Regions from separate parts of the Pogona vitticeps genome. Here region 2 is linked to region 1. Evidence: chromatin contacts called from public Hi-C data. All regions are on one chromosome and are shown on one strand. The core of a region is the stretch at or near the end of the contact, and the rest is flanking DNA. Distances in the headings are between cores, read along the strand shown. Region 1 holds the start of LOC110082903 (coiled-coil domain-containing protein 157-like). Region 2 holds the start of NF2 (NF2, moesin-ezrin-radixin like (MERLIN) tumor suppressor).

Region 1 (2,660 bases), core at 72-2,571:
AAGACATCAGTAGCCGTCGCACCCCTCACTCTACTTCCGTTCAGAAGTTTGGCAAAAACAGGGGAACCCCAGCTTGGATCTCTTCTTTAAAAATTCCCATCCATTGAATACAGATGAGCCCCCAATTTCCTGCTATTTTGCACTCTACAGATGTGTCAGACAGCCTCGCCTGTCAACCCCAACCAGGCTGGCTGGCGTGATGGGCATTATTGTACTGGGGGGCACATTGGGGGCACTGGGTTTGGACACAGTGGGATAAACAATCCCAAGAATGCCCAGGTCCTAGAGACGGTGAGATTTAAAGCCCATTGCTGGGGCAGCTTGTGAAGTGGATCATGCCAACAGTTCAGGGAAGGACAACTTTCCCGGCCACGAACCCCCTTGTTCCTTACAGATTGTCCTACAGGAGTCTTCTTTTATTTCTACCAAGAAACAAAAGTGGGTGAAAACCATTTCTCATTATATTTCTAAACACAAAAACGAGAAGTGCTGGATAGCCCAGGGGTTGAGGTCTCCGGCTGCAGAGCCCAGAGGTTGGGAGTTCGAATTCCCCACGGTGCCTCCATGACAGAGGCTGGACTGGATGATCCCATGGGGTCCCTTCCAGTTCCCGCAGTTCTAAGATTATAATATGAACAAAATTGATTAATACGTATCGTGATCTCAAGATGTACAGAGTTATCTTCTCCTTTGCAGGTGGGTTTAGAATTGCATTTTTCAGAGATGACTTCTGAACACATGCTGTGCTGTTGGAGGTACTAAGAATGAGCAGTGGCTGCACCGTAACGGCCATACCACTGCCCTGATCCTGTGCATGACTTTGCCAGGATGCTTGCACCTCTGTTGCAACCAGGACTGGGGGGTGCACGTGAGAAATGCTGCCTGGGGGGGGCATTGCAATGTAAAGACCAGCTTGCAACATTCATTGCACGAACTGTGTATTTGTTGCATGAGCAGTGCTGGCTTATGAGAATTGCAACTCCTGCCTGCGTGTCAGGGGAGCGGGAGGGAAAGCACTCTGCACGTGCTCAGAGGCGCTCTGCCGGAAGTGCTCGAAAAGAGGATCTCCCTTAACCTAGAGATGAGGATATAGGGCGTAAAGGGGCCGTTCCAGGCTCGCCTGCGGGGCAAAAGGGGGGGGGGGAGAAATCTCAGGGTCCCAGAAAAAAAGCCCCCTGAAAATCGGTGGGGGGGGAACCGACCCACCTGTCGAATGAATCTCCACTACTGCCACCAGGCTCGCCCTCGCTTTCTAGGCCTTGACCGCTGCCATGGCAACCCCCGACACCTTTCCCCGGCACGCCCGCCATGGCACCGCCCCTTTGGAACGCCCCCCCCTAAGCCCCGCCCCCTCAGGGGAGAAAGAGGGAAGAAGAAGTAAGCTTGGCCTTTTGGACTTGACTCTTCCGGTTCTCGTTCGACCCGCTCGCACCAAAGAGGAGGCGCAAATGGCGAGAGCTGTCTTAGGTTTATTAAAAGCACCCCCACAAAATGCTACCCCTGTGCAAGGGGGTTGTCAAAAAGGCTTGAGGGGGGAGGGAAAGGAGGAGACCCGCCTTGGATCCTTTTCAGGAGAAAGGCGGGGTTTGATTGATTGATTGATTGATTGATTGATTGATTGATTGATTGATTGATTGATTGATTGATTGATTGATGACTTCAAGTCAGCTTCAGCAAATGAAGGAAAGGCGCTCTGATGAGGATGGCCAGAGTCTTGTGTCACTTCGAAGACAATTGTATATTGAACTCCACACACCTTCAGTGGGAGAAAGCTGCGTGCAGTTCCATGGGAGACTCTTCTCAAATAGAGACAGCCAGGATTGTGAATCTGTCAATGAATCTGCTCTGGGTCCTCTGGCCAGCTAGAGGTCACTTTGGGTCAGCTGAATAGCCAGCTGTCCTCACCTGTCCTATGGGCATGGTGTATCTTCAACGCCTATTTGGCAAAGCAGGAGCCACGTCTGGAGCACCTTGAGACCAATGTGAATTTGGTACCAAACTCTGGGAGGCAATGGAAGACAGGAGGGCCTGGCGTGCTCTGGTCCATGGGGTCACGAAGAGTTGGATACGTAGACCCCCTGCCTACCTAATATCGCATTTTCCTAAATCTATTGACTTCAAACGTGTTTTAAGGGTTCTTTGAAAGAGTGCTCAAGTGTAGAAAAAAAAAACATACAATTTTTATTCATACCTTCATTGAAAAAACACAAAATGCAACTACTGTAAATATTTGTATTTGGAATGAAAAAAAATCAGTAGTACCTAATTAAATAATATTATGAAATATTATGTACACAGAAGCTGTGTTTGGTGTAATTACGGATCGCCTAAATATTTATTATGATCTGCCTAATGGGATCTGCTCACCTTTACATCTCGTGCACCCTCAATTTTTTTCTCTCTCTCTGACATGGACCTCCTGCAAGTCAAAATTGACCCTTGGGGATCCATATAGACCACTTTGGAAACCTATGCTTTTGACCTTGCACTGCTTCATCATCATTTGAGAACTGGAGGTTTGCATTTCTGCACAGGTTTGCCAGGGTGTAAGAACACACACACACACACACATTTCTGGGGGGAAACCCGTGAAATGGATCGCATGAGTGGAAAATCTGATTATTTTTTTCTCGGGGGTGGGGAAGGCTTCCAAAGAAGCA
Region 2 (2,660 bases), core at 66-2,565, 460 kb after region 1:
TTATCTTTCTTTATCCATGGTTGAAGTTGGAAAAAGATGCAAGGTAATGTAGAAAAAAAAAGTGTCATGAAAAACTAAAGAGCAAAATAAACCTCCTTCTAAATTTGCCACTGCTTTAAATTGTTTCCCCTGGCAGTGTTTTAAATTTCACATGGAATTATGGGAGGAAAGCCGGTTTCAAGGACAGCGTGAGATTTTCACTTTTATGAAGAAGGGACACCTTTCTAAAAAGACTCAGGGCCCATTCGCACTCATTGTAATGGGTCTCCTCATAAGAAAAAAAATACTGACAAGGCTGAAAACTGCAAGAGAGAACTTGCTACCTTTTGGAAATTTGTGAACAACCTGTCCCCATGCTGGCTGGGGCAGATGGGAGTTGTAGTCTAAGCATCTGAAATGTAACTCGTTGCCTGCCTTTCTCTTCTTTTCGTTCTCTTCCTTCCTTCCGCCTTTTCTCTATTTTTCCCTCTTCTTTTCCTTCCCTCCATTTTCCTTTCCCACTTTCCCCCCTTTTTCTTTGTTTTCTTCCCTATTTTCTCTTGGCTCCTCCTTCCACCAGGGGGGGCACCCAAACTTAACCCACGTCCAGCCTGGCCTCTCTTTCCGGCAACTCGCTTTCCCCTGGGCAAAGCCAAAGCGGGAGCCGCTCTGCTTCCCACTCTATGGTCCACCTTCTGAAAGGCCGATTGGGGGACTCGCCACCCTTTTCCCTCCACACCGGTGCGCTCGGTCTCCACCAAACCGCGCCGACATTTCCGGTTATATTTGCGTAAACCGAGGTGGTGTTTGTGGAGAGGCGAGAATGACCCCCCACAGACATTACGCATAGAAAATGAAAGCTTCTGATCTTTATTTTCTGTCTCTCTCTGAGCCGTTGACATAAACGCTGGAAGCGGCGTCAAGCGCTTGGACCCTCCTCCCCCTTCCCCGCAAATGGCGGACGCTCAAAAGGGAACCGGAACTGCCGCTCTCGCCTCCTTTAGCTCTATAGTCCTAGGCTTGGCCGGGCGGTCGGAAGGGCAGGGAGGGTCCCGCCTCCGAGAGGCGGGGCTCTTCCCGGCCCAGCCAATGGGGAGAGAGGAGCAAGGAGTGGCAGGTTAAGCGGTGATGGCAGAGGTGAGGGGTCGTTTTTTAGCCAGGGAGGGGGGTGGGGAATAAAGAGAGAGAGCGGGAGGGAGAGAGAGAAGGCCTGCCCCCCCCCCGAGAGGCGCCTGACGTGAGGGGGGCCCAGAGCCAGGAGCCTTCCGTCTTCTTTCTCCCCCCCCCATTTTATTTCCCCCCCCCAGCCTTGCCTACTCCCCCAACTTGTGGGGCTGAGTCTCTCCATTGCTGGGAGGGCGCCTTCAGGACCCCCCCTCAGTCCTCACTCAGAGGCCTCCCTTCCCACTCACAGGACCCCCAAACACCCCCCCCCTTTAAAAGTTTCCATCAGGTACCACTTTTCCCTACCCCACCCTATTGAGGGAGGGGGGTCCCAATTAGGCTTATTTCCCCCCCCAATAAATACACCCCACTCCTGAATTCTGCCCCCTTCCTATTTTTCTCTCAGCCCCCCCCCCCCTTTGGCCGTTTCCTTAAATCGAATTTCTGGCTTATGCCTGTTCTTAATTGCCATTTTTGTATTATTATTGCCTCATTATTACAGCCATTTTGTGCATATTTTCCCCTGCTATCTACTCCAGGCGTAACTGTTTCTTCTTGCCCCTTCTTGTTTCAATGGGCAGCCACCTCCGAGCAATATACAATATTATTATTTTCAGGAGCTGATTCCTTACTCCAATATAACACCAATAACACTGTAATTGTTTCTAAAGCCAGTCAGATAATCTTTAGATAAATACAACATCACTATTCCCCCCCCCCCGAAGGTTTTTCCCTCTAAATGTGAGGGCTGTTTAGTATTCTTTCCCCAAATAAAACTGGGAATCTTGAATAAAACTCTCCCTCTTCACCCTCTAATCAAAACCATTATCTCTTTTTCAAGTTGTTAATTGCTCACCATCATTACCTTATTTCTTCGGTTTTTCAGGTCCCCCCCAGCTTTTTCTTTATTAAGACTCCTGAGCTTCACACTGGAAGGTTTTTTTTGTCTCCTAAAAGATCTTTGGATAATAATTTATATAGCCAAGGAGCACAACCTGGAGAGAAAGCCTTCATTACTCTCTTTAATTTTGCATTTCCCCTTTTCAGGCTTCCCCCTCCCCCTCACTAAAGACAAAATAAAAATTGAGGGATAGGTAGATAAAAGTTTGGAGGCATGCTTTTGACCTGTAGCCTTTTCCCTCCAGGAAATCCCCAAATGGGCTAAATAGTGCTTTCAGGTTTGACCCCCCCTCACCACCTTGTTGCATCTGACTTGTGAGTAAAGGTTCCCTATTTTCAGTGAGTTTAGCTGCGTGTTGGGGGCTTTCTCCTGGAGAAGGAGGAGCATCAAAGCGTGCCAGTGAAAGTTGAGTTAGTGGTCAAGAGCCCAGGGTTTCTTTTGGCCATGGCTGGTGCCATTGCATCTCGCATGAGCTTCAGCTCTTTAAAGAGAAAACAGCCCAAAACCTTCACGGTGCGGATCATTACCATGGATGCCGAGATGGAGTTCAACTGTGAGGTAATTGTTCATGACAGTTCTCTTTCTAAAGTGGGTCCTTGTGTTTTGATGTTGCTTG

Evidence for each region. Hi-C and Micro-C count contacts between places; a contact is called where the count stands out from the background.
Region 2: a Hi-C map of blood shows a contact between it and region 1, with 9 times the contacts expected there. The contact joins the promoter of NF2 here to the promoter of LOC110082903 in region 1. A contact is called at or near these places in 2 of 2 Hi-C or Micro-C datasets (blood and muscle).

The regions. Positions count from the first base shown.
Region 1 is chr14:2,886,509-2,889,168 of PviZW2.1, forward strand. LOC110082903 (coiled-coil domain-containing protein 157-like) reads right to left here and starts at 1,322. Exons shown (of 4, transcript XM_078381576.1): 1 at 1,207-1,322.
Region 2 is chr14:3,349,478-3,352,137 of PviZW2.1, forward strand. NF2 (NF2, moesin-ezrin-radixin like (MERLIN) tumor suppressor) reads left to right here and starts at 1,316. Exons shown (of 16, transcript XM_078381596.1): 1 at 1,316-2,602. The coding sequence starts at 2,489.